Linked DNA regions of Mus musculus: regions 1, 2 and 4 are each linked to region 3. The links are chromatin contacts, called in public Hi-C and promoter capture Hi-C maps. All regions are on one chromosome and are shown on one strand. The core of a region is the stretch at or near the end of the contact, and the rest is flanking DNA. Distances in the headings are between cores, read along the strand shown.

Region 1 (3,297 bases), core at 790-3,289, 1.7 Mb before region 3:
AAGAAGTGGCTCAAGGGATCAGGATGTCTTGGCAACATCCTGGCCTCAAAGCAACAAGAAGAAGTAGAAAAATAAATGACAAACTCGATGAATAGCACTTTAATGAGCACACAAATTACCATTAAACACTTCACCAACCTATTACAGACAAATTAGACAGTATGTGGTACCAATACTCTAAAATACAAAAAGCATTTTAGAACATTATCCTATGGTCTTTCATGTCATCTCATGAGACAGAAAAGGGAGACCACTGCCTTCTCAAAGGACAGAAAAATTAACAGTGTCACCATCTAACAGAAATATTTCACCAGGCAGTGGTGGCACACAGCCTTTAATCCCAGCACTTGGGAGGCAGACGCAGGCGGATTTCTGAGTTCGAGGCCAGCCTGGTCTACAGAGTTCCAGGACAGCCAGGGCTACACAGAGAAACCCTGTCTCGAAAAACCAAAAAGAAGGAAATATTTCCATCTTCTTCTGAGGCTGCAGCAAAAAATACTGCAATAACGCCACAAAAGATCCAGGAGTCCATCTTTTCATCCTACCTACGGCCAGGGAATAGTATTTGCAGAATCCGCACAGGTCAACACTGCTTACAAGTTTTTATCTTTGGCCCAGGCTACATGACAAACATTGTACAACTGCCGAAGGAAAATATTAAACAAACCCACCGTTGTCTGCACTTCTCTCTCCTCTCCCTTTCCTAGACTATCTTATTACTCACAATAAAAATATTACGAAAAACGTCTCTTAACCGAACTGTCTTACAATAAAAGTATGGTCCACTAAAATCATAGCATTTTCTATCGTGTATGACAGATGTGCTTATCTTGCTTTTCTGGGTGTGAGTTCTTTTAAGTTAGGCAGCTGGGAAACTCTGAGGTACGACTTTTCAAGGGGCCCTGCAAACGATAGGAATGTCTATAAACTGTGTGTACACATCTGGGAATGCTCTCTTCTGTCCTACTACCTGGAGCTTGCAGCGTGTCAGGTAGCTTTTCCTGTGGTAGCGTAGACAGAATAGAGAGGGCGAACCTTCAGCGATCTAGGGAGGGGCCGGGAAACTGCAGCACGGTTCTAACAATCAGCTGCCGGGTGGAGGTGGCCCAAGCGACAAAAATAAACCCACTGGAGCATGCAACACCAATTTCCTTCTGCAAAGCCCTCCATGTCTCCCCGAGAATCTCTGATCTTTGGCACTTGTCCCCGACTGTCCGGGAGGTTTGGGCCTCTCACCCGCTGTCACGTTGTCACACAGCCTCAGCGGGACCCTCAGAGCGTAAAGCAGCCCCAGCCCCGCCAGGAACCACAGCGTGGACCCAGAGTTCGCCAACCCGGCCTTCAGCCGCTCTTTCCAGCCCAGCGGCGGGCCCAGGCCCAAGCCAGGAACAGGTGCATGGGGACACCCCACGGCCCGCGCGGCTTCCGCGAAGTAGTCTCCGTCCGCCATCTTGCGGCTCCGGCAGGCGCCGGGACCTGGGAGGGGAGAAGGGCCGGAAACCCGGAGTCGGGAATCCTGGGATAGTGGCGGACTTGAAGCTGGCCTCTGTCTAGGCTGAGTCCTGGGGAACTGGCTGGAGATCTGGAAGGTGGCGGAGCGCGGTGGCCGACTGAGGGGCTACCTAGTCCTCTAGGAGGGCGGGGAAGCATCTGATGGTGGCGCTTATTCTTCTGGAAACGGACTCAGTGTGGCGCCGGAGGGAAGTGGTTTTTCTTCCATACGTGGTTGAGGGTAACCTGTCGCCCTGTGCCGGGGTCGGAAAAGTACTGATGTCTCAAAGAGCCGAGCAGCTCTTAGTGCCCTGGACTCGGCGGCCCAGGAGACCAACCGGATCAGAAAAACTTAGAGGTGTAGCAACTGCTCCATGACCAGAGGGAGCCCAGACGCCACGCAAGAGTCGAGGCCCGCCACCAAGCACTCCAGGACGAATGGGAAAGTGACCGGAACTCAGGGAGAAAGATGTTAAGGCTGCAAAGCCCCGAGGGGCAAGCCGACTTCCTAGAGCGCCGACTCCAGGCTGTCACACCCGCGCGGAACTGACATGGCGCCCTCTTGGCCTGAGCTTCCGGGCGGCTCCTTCCGACGGCCCCTCGGTGATTCCGCCACTCAGCTTCCTTCCCGGCCTGCCTCGCGCCGGCCCGCCGGGCTGGGCCAGAGCAGCCAAGATGGCCGACTTTGAGGATCGGGTGTCGGATGAAGAGAAGGTAAGGGGTCCGCCTCTCTCTTTTACTTCCTTCCTCGACGGGGCCCAGGGGTCCGAGCCGGCAGCAGTGAGAAACCTGGCGGTGCCCCCAGGAAGAAGAAGGTTGTTTCCCGGTGCTGGCATAGTCCCTCTGGCCCCGGGACGCTTCCTTCCTTAAAGGAGCTTTCGTCTGCCTCACGGTGGCCCCAGTCCCCCAGTCCTCAACTCTTTTCATCCTGGACAGAGCACAACCTTCTTTCAAGAGGAGACACTTTGCCTGATTGACTTTTAACTCTAGACTCTTTTCTGTAATTATAAGAGAGGAGGTGAAGGTGATGTCGGGACGTGTCAGGCAGCAGTTATTTTACCGCTTTTGGCAGTTGGGGCTCACCCCATCCCCCCATTTATAGGTATGATTGGGGTTAGTTTAGAACGAGTCACTTCCTGATCAGAGTGGCCTCCTTAACTTCCCTTTTGCTCCTCCTTCCTCAGGAAGTGATTTTGCTGTCAGGACTCCTTGTCAGGGAGGGAGAGGTCCTCTGGTGGTGTCTGTCCACCGAAATACACACCCTCTCTCATCTTTTCTCTACTACTGACGATTAAACTAATTGGATAAAAATAAATCAGTAAACCTCAAGGGATTTGCTTAAGAATTTGACCAGCACCTTTATTCCTGCCTATGCTCTCTTGTGTGAACGTTTAGCCCCAAGGTGACTCCGTCCCTTCTGTCTTAATCTTAACTATAATTTTTTTCAAAGTCTTTTGTTTTGTTTTGTTTTTTTAACTTCCTGTTAAGCAGTGAGAAATAGCCAGACGACTTTTTTTTCAACTCCAGAAAGGTTAAATGGGTCGTAAATAAACCTCACATTTAACACATTCGGTTTGGATGAAACACCCAACCTTTTTTGATGACCTACTATGGTGCTTTATAGCTGGGTATGTCAAGAGTGTCGTTTGTGTACATAGATCTTTAAAAGTGTTTTAAATACCAGGGTGTATTCCAAATTTGATAGTATAACTTTTTCTGACAACGTACATTTGCTAAACTGTCCAAAAAGGAAAGTACTTAGTTCTTCCATAAACACAGACTCTTAGGGCTGCTACAAGTTAGAAT
Region 2 (3,419 bases), core at 561-3,060, 1.6 Mb before region 3:
AACCACTCTGGCTCCCATCTATAACCAAACTCTAGGGCTCTCGTGCATCTGAACCCCTCTCCTATTCCTAGACCATCAGACCTCTTCAGTCATTCCCGGCCCTCTCCCTGAGGCAGTACAGTGAGAGCAAGGAGGAAGAAGGCAGGAAAAGTTGGTGAGATGCTTACCCTGCTGGGAGCTGAATGACACTCCTCCATTACAGAGGAGAAGGGGGTGGGGCGGGAAGAGGGCATTCTCAGAACAAACATGGTGGCACACATCTATAATCTTAGGAGGCAGAGGTAGAGACAGGATGAGCACAAGTTGGTGGCTAGCCTGAGTACATAGTAAATTCCAGACTAGCCAAGGCTACATAATGAGACTTGGTCTTAAAGAGGTAGGGGGAATGGCTTAGCAGGCAAAAGTGCCAAGCCTGATAACCTGAATTCAATTCTCAGCACCCTGGAAAGAGAGATCCAGAGAGAGGGAGCGCCCCGTCCCGGGCTGTATGCTCAGGATCCAGAAGCAGGGTCCTTCTTTGTTTCCCCCACACTATTACGTTCCCAAACCTTCCTTACTCTAACAGGTACATACACCTCTGCTGGGAAGAGGCAGAGTCACAGCACACTTCTACCCTCAAGTGTTTAATGAGCCCAAAACATGAACCTGTCGTATTTTTGTTGTTGGGACTATTGACTGTCTTTCTGATGAAGATACTAGAAACCTCAGATTTGGTTTCCAAGGTGAGAGTCACACCCATTATCCACAGGGCCATTCATGCCTGGTGAAACCTTGCAGCCTGGTTCTCCACCCCGGTACTACCCTTGGTCCTCCCACGCAGGAGGGCAGCACTTCTGTGCTGGAAGTATATTTTTTTAAATATTTATTTATTTATTTTATGTATATGTGTACACTGCAGCTGTACAGATGGTTGTGAGCCATCGTGTGGTTGCTGAGCCATCTCTCCAGCCCGTTGAAAGTATTTACTATCCTTCCCGGGTGGCAGCCGGGAACCCCTGTGGTAAAACAAACAAACAAACAAACAAAACAAAACAAAGAAAAAAAAACCAAAAACTATGCAACTTGAGAATCTTCTAATACAGTGGTCTGCTTTTAGTGCCTGGGAAGCACCTTAAATAACACTTGATTGTACTAACAAAGAACTGGATTTTATACACACACACACACACACACACACACACACACCACCTCCTTTTCTCTTTCTTTCCTTTGAAGATGTGGTCTGGCTAAGTAGCCATTAGCAGGTCTGGAACCTTGTGTAAACCATACAGACCAAACTTCCTCAAACTTTCAGGCAATCTTACCTTCCCATCTCCCTACCCCTGCTGTGCTTTTCTTTCTTTGTTTGGGTTTAGAAGGTTGTTCGGTTTGGTTTGAGTTTTATTGTTGTTTGTATGTATGTATGCTTGTTTGTTTGTTTTTTTTGTTTGTTTTAGATAGGGTCTCACACTTAACCCCTGCCTTGTCTCCGAAATTCTGGATTACAGGTGTGAAACCCTGTCCGAGGTCTGAAGAACTGAATTGTAAGATTTAATGAGCTCGGATTTAAGTAACAGCCTACTGCTGGTCTAAATGAATACTACTCCCAGATGCAACGCCTATCCCCATCCCAAAATACCACCTACCTCCTTGAACTACTAGACTAGGGGCCACATTCCTGAAAGTTTTAGTGACCTGCTATAATTGATGTGTTTTGCTCAAGGAACTGTCCCTGAAAAGAGAGTCGGTGGGCTTCTATTCCTGACTTGCTGTGCGCCACAAGAGGCCGCTGCGGGCCAGCTGTGCCCAGGTTCCCCGCAGAGCACCCCCACACAGTTTCGAAGAAGCCGGCGGTGCCCGCAAAGGCTGGAGTAGCGAGAACGACTCCCAGTCTAGCGGCTGCGCGCTCCTCAACCTGCAGACCGAAAGCTCGGGAGGACCCGGCCTAGCCCCGCAGAACTGGTGGGTGCTGGACCAGAGCATCTAGGTGCTCTAAGCCGGAGACTCCAGCTTAGCCAGAGCCCCTGCTCTCCTCGGGCGCAACAACTTTGACGATCTATCGCGGACAGAGCTCAAAACCAGACAACACCTAAGCTGGCCACTCCCTCGAAGAGCCCGATTTGGAGAGTCTAGATGCCAAGCTCAGAAGCAGCGAGGACCTCAGGCCAGAAAGTTGAACCCGGGCCACTGCTGTGAAGCAGGTGGGTACCAGGAGTAAGAATAAATGCTAGAGGGAACAGAAGTAAGCAAAAGCAAGATTTAAGGTTCTTGTTGACCTCTTGTTGCTATGGAGGCTGCTCTCCCAGCCCCATCTTAGCCTGAATTAAGGATTGGGGAAACAGCTCAAGGAAACTGAGGCAGACTATGGATGCTGACGAACAAATCCCAGAAACTCCCTTCTCCTGTACCTTTCCAGGAGGGAATGAATAGAACGCCAGAGAGCCCAAGTCTCCCATCTTCTCCAGGTTCTCTGAGCACTGGAATACCTAGGAGAAATGTGTGTGTTGGATCAGACACGGTTAGAACTCAACCAGAAATAGGATGTCCCCAAGAAAAGAACGAATGGCATTTGCAATGGTCAAAATGAGGGTTCCTGGCATAGCCTGAGAAAGAAGACTTATGAGAAAGGAGGTTCATCTAGAAGTGTGGGGACACACCCATGCCCAGGGGACTGGCCCCACACACCTTCCACCCCCACCTGCATTCCCCTCGATAGGCCCTCCCTCAGATCACCAGCAATGTGCTTCAGTTTGACTTCTCACTGGGGACTGAATGAGGAAAGGCCTTTGGCAGAGAGTGGAGAAGCTCTTGTGGGCTGTGCACGGAAGCAGAGACCTGTTGCCGTGCAAGGCTAGCCCTCTGAGGTGGGGCTGAGACACAGCAGCAGAATTCAGCCAGTTTCAGAAGAGTCCAGGAAGCAAGGCTCAGGATGGGTTGGTTAGAGGTGGAGGGAGACACAGAACTGGGAGACCTGGGGCTTCTTCCCCAGCGGTCTCTTCTGGGACAAAGCTGGCAGACTCCACCCCCTTTTCTGACCTTAGCTCTATCCCAAGACCAGAAAGATGACAGCACCGATTCTTAGACCCTCCCACCCCTGCTTCACTCCTAGGAAAAAGAAAGCCTATTCACTCGTCTCAGGGTCACTGCCCCCACTGCTCTGTAGTCTGAGGGAGGAGGGTAGGGGAGCAAGGGCAGATTCCCAGAGCAGAAATGGCTGCCTTTGCCTTGGGACAGCCTAAGCTGGAGTTCCTCATCCTCCCTTTCTCTTACTCTCTTCCAAGCTTCCTCTTAGCCCCTCCAGGGGTCTGGTCTCTCTCCATTCTGAACAACCGCCATATTGTTCATCAGATGGAACAAGTCTGAGACCAGCAGATGAACAGGCAGAGGCCTGAAGACCCCAGGAACAGTAAGTGAGACATCTGGAGATGAGAATTGAGGAG
Region 3 (3,304 bases), core at 224-2,723:
AGGATGCTAATATTTGAACCCAGGGCCACTGACACATCCCCCAGTTGAGGTTAATTCTATCTAGAATCTGAAGAAATAGGCATATTCTTTAATTCCATATTCTGCCCAGGCATGAAAGGAGGTGGACATAGAAGAGTCCACCTCTCAAGGATTAACCCTAAACCAGCAGTTTTCAATGCCCTGTAGTCAGCCAGCTGTGGAACTCTGAAAACAGCTTTAATCCCAGCCCCACGTCACGTTGTAATTCACAACACACAACAGTCTTGAATCATTTCAGGAAGTCTCCGCTGCTGCATGACGAACTGACACAGTGTAAACTGTTTGGGTACAGTGTAAATGGTGAAGTCACATGATGTAACATGGACCAGAGCTTAGATCTGGGACTTGAGTTTTCAATTAATTTCTGGGTTAGTACTTTTTACTCTTGCCAAATTTCTTGCAGCTCCCACATCAGTTATGAAACCCCCACTGAGGAGTCACAACCCAGTTTAAAAACCTGGCATCTAGATCCGAAGTATCACACATCCCTGCGCATGGAGCAGTCTCCTTTCAGCCTGAAAGTGCTTCTAACAACATCTAAGTGGTGTTTTTTGGTTGCACTTGTAGAATAACCACTTAAAAACAGCATGCAGTTAGACATGCTTGTTCAGGCATTCATACACCTGTTAACTATCTGAGACTTGGTACAAAAGAATCTCCCTCCAGGGGTGGCAAAGAGTACAGGTACTTAAGATTATAAATATTAAAATCTCGTGAGTGATACCTGTTCTTGAGTGGACCTTAGAGAATAAAGGGCCCTTTTGTGAAATGTACCATGACTCTTCTACACACACACACACACACACACGGAGGTGCACACTATTAAACAAATCTGCAGAAACTAATGGAGCATTTCGCAGGTTCTTGTAGTACGAAGCCCGTGACATGCGCATCTGGCGGTTTCAAACCGACTCACACCTACATGGCACTCAGTACGAGCTGCAGGCACCAGCTAACTTGGAAGGTGGAGTTCACTTTACACAGCTAAAGCCCTCACTCCCGTATCAAAGTCCGCAAGCCTCCTGGCTTACTTCAAAGGCACACTTACTTCAAAGGCAGAATAATCCGGGGCCGTCAGGTAGCTCAGGTAGTTCTTGGTAGGTCGGTATCTGCGCGTCTCCTCCTCCACCAGGGCCGCCGCCTAAGAACGAGAACAGGCCAGGGTCGCGGCGGGAAAGGGCGGCGTGCCTTCGGCGGACCCGCCGCACATGACCCGCACTCACCGCTTCCCGCACGCCGGGTGCCTCATAGCCTTGGTCAAAATATGGTAGCGCATCTACCACCACCTCTCCGGCTACCAAGCCCGTGCCCGCCATCGCGCGGCACTAGGCTTCAAGAGCGCCTTCTGAGTCTGCGCAGCCTCGGTTCTAATTCCACTGCGCCTGCGCCTGGAATGACGTCACACACGCCGCTGCCTTTGGGGCTTCGATTCGGGCGCACGCGCAGTTGGTAATTATAGCCACTAGGCTCTAAGCCTAAGCATCACGTGCTGGCGTGCCGGGGTGCCTTTCTTTGTATGGGTGCCGTTTTTTTTTTTTTTTTTTTTGAAGGAGTGGGTAGGGCAGACTTCGGAAGAGGTGGTTGCTGGACTTGGCTGGAGGGGAGAAATATATTTTCCACATCCTTTAACCTTCCATTGTTTAGACTCACATAGTGCTGGGCTTCTAGCGCTCCCTTGCTTTATCCTCATTTCGCAGCCGGTCCCTTAAGAATGTTCTTTTATAGAAACTAGAAATGTGCGCCTATTTTCCAATTAAATTTTTAGATCCAACAACCTGAGGGGTGCGGCTCAATGGCAAAACCAGGTCAGTCCGCAGCACTGCAAACACCTCATCCCTTCCATGACTGTAATTATAACTATAAAATGCCTCATTTTAGAAGCTCTGCCTTGGAGTGGAGGCAACTCAGGGGAGAGCTAGAAGCCCAGAAAAAGGGAAACTCACAGGAATATGCTAGGGTGACCATAAGACTTGAAGCAACAGGGGATATAGGACCTGAAATGGCCACCTCCTGGAACCAGGCAAGACTTCCAATGGATTGATGGGGACACCAATCTACCCACAAAACCAAAATTTGTCCTGCTTACAAGATGTGTGGGGATAAAGATGGACTAGAAACTGAGGGGATGATCAAGGCCCAACTTGAGACTCATCCCATGAGAGCAAGCCCACCCCTGACACTATTAATGTTTTGCTACACTTCCAGACAGGAGAGGCTTCGCCCAACAGCTGCTGGAAACAGATGGAAAGATCCACAGCCAAACATTAGGCAGAGCTCTGGGAATCTTGTGGAAGAAGGGGAGGAAGGAATGAAGGAACCAGAAGGGTCAAGGACACCACAAAAAAAGCCATACAGAATCAACTAACCTGGTCCCGCAGGGGTTCACAGAGACTGATCCACCAACCAAAGAGGCTGCAATGGACAGTCCTGGATCCTTACACACATGTAACAGATATGCAGCTTCTGTGGGACCCCTAACAGCTGGAGCAGGGGCTGTCTCTGACTCTGCCTTTGGACCCCCTTCCCCTAACTGGGCAGCCTTGTCTAGCCTCAACAGAAGATAGGCCTAGTCTTACTGCAACTTGCTATGCCAAGGCTGATATCCACGGGAGGCCTCCCCTTCTCTGAGGAGAAAGGGAGAAGATGGGGAAAGGAGAGAAGAGAGGGAGTAGGAGGATAGGTGGGAGGGAAGGCTGTGATCAGATAAAATAATGAGAAAATCTTGCTATTTTTTGTCTTTAGGGCCTATACAAAACCCAATCATTTTTGCCTTTAGGATTTGTGGTAATAAAATATTACTCCACGTTGCCTCTCAACCCCTCAGGCTGTAGTTAGCATACATTCTTTGTAAAATATCTTCCAGACTAAGAGGTAATGAAAAAAAGATTGTGAGACTATATAAGCTATCCAGTGTACGTTCAACCAAGAGCTTTGGAAAAGTTGATCTCGGTTATAATCCTGGTTAGTCTAAGCTGGATTTGAGTATTTACGAATTTACATTGTGTAAATGTGCTGTTTATGGGTTTATGTAAAGTGTGTGTGTTGTGATTTGATAACTGCCTCTCATACATAGGCTTAGGGATTTGAACACTCAGTCCCCAGCTGGTGGCGCTGTTGCAGAGGTTTAGTTACTTTTGCTCTCTGCTTTCAAGTTGCCCTTTGAAAATGTGAACTCTCCCGCTACTGCCTTCATGCTTCTCCACCTGAATTAACTCTCAGCCCTGGAATGTAAGCCAAGGCAAATGTTCTTCTTTAAGTTGCTTGG
Region 4 (3,205 bases), core at 154-2,653, 1.3 Mb before region 3:
TTGATGAAGTCCAATATCTCTATCACTTTTCTGGCTTCACATTTTGCTTCAATGGTAATAAATAGTAGTTGCTGTTAGTTTTCATGGTCATGTTTACTGGGAGAAGAAGGGAGAAGAAGCTGAAGGAGACACCTTTCTAAAAGTCCTCTGCAGTAGACAAGCACACGAGGACAGTCAGAAAAGTAATTTTAACCCAAAGGCATGACATGGATGGAAATGGTGTGTGTGTGTGTGTGTGTGTGTGTGTGTGTGTGTGTGTGTGTGTAAGTGCCACAGGGTGCATATGGTGATCAGAGGACAGGGACTTGCAGGAGTCAGTTGTCTCATTCTACCATGTGGGGTCTGCGAATTCAACTTAGGTTGATACACTTGGTGGCAAAGCTATTATTGATGAAGCATCTTACCCACCCTGTTTTTCGTTTCTCCTCTTCTTTCATACAAAGCATACTATGCAGATGAGGCTGAACTGGGACTTGGGTTCTCCTGCCTCAAATTCCCAAGGAGTGCTCAGACTGCAGGCGTGCTGGTCCACACCTGGCTTGCAAAGTCTTTGAAAAGTATAGACACTATATGTCAGTGAACCATTACTGATATTTTCATTTTTACTCATTTTGTAGGTAACACACAGCGGAGAGATCACAAGGTAGCTAGATTCCGCTGTTCCCAGTAAGTCTTTTTACTTCAGGATAATTTCCTTCCAGTCTTCTTAACTTTGTTGATTGCTCAAAAACCTCAAACAGAAACCAGAAAACCCACATCCTCAAACCAACGTTTTATCTATTTGTCCCACTTGTTCTTCTGAAGATGAAACAATATTTTCCCAAATCGAGGAAAGAATTTTCTTTAGAGACAATTATTGAACTCCAGGCTACTGTAGAAGCCGGAGGTGTACTGACTAAATAGCGCCTCTGCCAATGGGAACTTGAAGTCCTTTCACAGTGACAGCGTGCCATGCTCCGGGAGAACCAACTGCCACATTTTTTCAGGGCAGGGAGTTCGGCCGCAGAGGCCGCCCTGGTTGGGCTCCGGAGACTGATGTGGTCGAAGTTAGGTTTAGATCGCGCACTTATTTGCAGCTGCTGCTTGGCATGCAGCCCTTGTGCCATTCCCTTCTGCAGGAGCCTACAGAATAGGTCTTTTTTCACTACTACTGCAGATCAACCGCAGTGAGGATTTGGCGTTTCGGGTTTCGCTTTTTCCATTCTATTTCAAGGCCCTAGTGCGCCCACAAGCGGAGGAATAGCTGCAGAACTGCAGAAGCAGCTCGGAAAAGGAGAAAGGGCCGCTGTAATGCTCGCCTCCTAGGGGGCGGGGCAATCGTAGGCCTCGCCTCTCTCAGAACCCAATTTCCGACGCAACCTCATCCCGGGGCTCCGATTGGCTGGCTGCTGAGCGTGAGTACGTTGCGTCGCGGGGCGGGGCGGACGAGCGGTGTCTGTCAGGGTTTCAGCTCTACGCCCCCGACCGCCGCCCCCTCCCCTGCGGTAGCGTCGTTTCCTCCTCTCGCCCGCTCTGAGAGGGGACAAGTGACAGCCCGGGCTCCGGGTGGCGGTTTAGCCTCCGGGCATCTCTCCTCAGCCGACTCTCTGAGCTAGCTGCTGTTCTCGAGCGGGTCCCGGCCAGGGGAAGATGGCGGCCGCGCCCCGCGGCATCTGGGAGCAGCGGCGCCTGGGCTGTGGGTTGGGACCCCTCGCACGGTTGCTCATCCTTGCGCAGGCGCTGCGGCTGCTGCCCGCTGCCCGAGCCGGCCTGTGCCCGGCGCCCTGCGCCTGCCGTCTTCCTCTGCTGGACTGCAGTCGCAGGAAGCTGCCCGCGCCCAGCTGGAGGGCACTGTCGGGCCCGCTGCCCTCCGACATCTCCAGCCTGTGAGTAGAGGGTCCCAGGGCGCGGTCGCCACCGAGTTCGGAAGGGAGCTGCCTTATTGAGATTGTGAACTTTGAATGTTAGGGTTTCCCGGTACTCGTGGGAAGATAGGGGTTAAGATCTGGGGTCTGTGACGTTCCGGGCTGGAGATGTTTAATGTTGGACTCACGGGTCCTGAGCAGCACAGCTGAGACTCTGGATGGCTGTGGGTCGGGTCCAAGTGCAAAGCCCTCTTTGGGCTGCATCATTTTTTTTTTTTTTTTTTTTTAAAATTCCAGCTTGACTGGTCCTTGGGCACGTGATGCAAACACGATCTCTCCCAAAGATACAGGATCTCTCTTTTGTCCCCAGTTCTCCCATCGGCTCATTGTATGTTTCAGTTTTGATACTTGAGTTCTTGATAGGGTTGAAAACCTCTGCATGCCTAAGGAAGATCATTGCTGATCTCTAATGTTTTGTAAGAGCAGTTATTCTTTAGTAGTCAGTTTAAAGAGGGGAAAGATTTTTTTTCCCCAAATCACGATACTTTGTCTTCACTATGTTCCTTTGAGTTAAAGAACCTTCATTTCAGATCTCTTTGTTTATGTATGAGAATCCAGTGCAGTGATCGAGTGGATTCTCTAGCTCTGACTTTAAATCCTGACAAACTTGTATTAGCTAGTGGCATTTGGAGAGCTCACTGCTCTGAGTCAGTAGGCATTAAATAGAACAGTAGGTATTAAATGCTGCAATTATGAGACTTCTTAGCCACCAACATACAGTTATGTCTCTGCCACTAACTGATCAACGTGCTTATTAATTGACTTCTAGAGTTACCTCTGAAAAAGAGTTATCACTAAAAATAGTTTTGTGATATAATTAAAATACAAAGATTGGTTAGGTTCTTAATGGAAAAAGAATACAGGTAGAACATCTGTATTGCAGAGGTTAAGTATACATTTGCAGAACGTATTTATAGGTTAGCATAGATAGGAAAGAAGCTAATTCCTGTATTCATTGAGAAAATTAGTAACTGCTACAGTTACTATAGAATTGCAATATAGTAATACAGCTCCTGTCATTTTGTGGTGGTTATATCTGAGGCTTATTCTGGTTTGACTCAGACTTTAGTATTATCATTTAGCATAGTCTGAATTAATCCAAGCACAGCATCTTCTTTATACAGTAGGTGCCTTTTTTGAAGAAATTGATGAGACAGCTACCTGATTATGATAGACTGAATCTGACATAGGTTTAAAAACAGTCTGACTTAATGTAACTAATTGAAGTAAACATGGCCTGCTTTTGAAGATCCTTCAGTGAGACTTGCTGAGTGTGTTTGTTTAGTATGCATGAAGTTGGG

The links. Promoter capture Hi-C pulls out the DNA fragments that hold promoters and counts their contacts. A called contact is a pair of places that touch in the nucleus more often than the background predicts. Capture Hi-C pulls out chosen DNA fragments and counts their contacts.
Region 1: a contact with region 3 is called in a promoter capture Hi-C map of adipose tissue, with 3 times the contacts expected there. The contact joins the promoter of St7l here to the promoter of Bcas2 in region 3. A contact is called at or near these places in 1 of 39 promoter capture datasets (erythroid cells), 1 of 115 datasets of contacts at active chromatin or transcription factors (regulatory T cell precursor) and 2 of 9 other capture datasets (adipose tissue and liver).
Region 2: a promoter capture Hi-C map of pre-B cells shows a contact between it and region 3, with 5 times the contacts expected there. The contact joins the promoter of Tafa3 here to the promoter of Bcas2 in region 3. A contact is called at or near these places in 2 of 39 promoter capture datasets (liver and pre-B cells), 2 of 115 datasets of contacts at active chromatin or transcription factors (astrocytes and microglia) and 1 of 9 other capture datasets (liver).
Region 4: a Hi-C map of B cells shows a contact between it and region 3, with 9 read pairs. The contact joins the promoter of Lrig2 here to the promoter of Bcas2 in region 3. A contact is called at or near these places in 1 of 484 Hi-C or Micro-C datasets (B cells) and 1 of 9 other capture datasets (adipose tissue).

Annotation. Positions count from the first base shown.
Region 1 is chr3:104,863,248-104,866,544 of GRCm38.p6, reverse strand. It overlaps St7l (suppression of tumorigenicity 7-like), which reads right to left and starts at 2,039. Exons shown (of 14, transcript NM_153091.3): 1 at 1,237-2,039. The coding sequence starts at 1,450. It overlaps Capza1 (capping protein (actin filament) muscle Z-line, alpha 1), which reads left to right and starts at 2,040. Exons shown (of 10, transcript NM_009797.3): 1 at 2,040-2,205. The coding sequence starts at 2,167.
Region 2 is chr3:104,775,938-104,779,356 of GRCm38.p6, reverse strand. It overlaps Tafa3 (TAFA chemokine like family member 3), which reads left to right and starts at 1,810. Exons shown (of 7, transcript NM_183224.3): 1 at 1,810-2,180; 2 at 3,261-3,385.
Region 3 is chr3:103,169,824-103,173,127 of GRCm38.p6, reverse strand. Bcas2 (breast carcinoma amplified sequence 2) reads right to left here and starts at 1,473. Exons shown (of 7, transcript NM_026602.4): 1 at 1,263-1,473; 2 at 1,088-1,180. The coding sequence starts at 1,355.
Region 4 is chr3:104,510,116-104,513,320 of GRCm38.p6, reverse strand. It overlaps Lrig2 (leucine-rich repeats and immunoglobulin-like domains 2), which reads left to right and starts at 1,403. Exons shown (of 18, transcript NM_001025067.2): 1 at 1,403-1,865. The coding sequence starts at 1,630.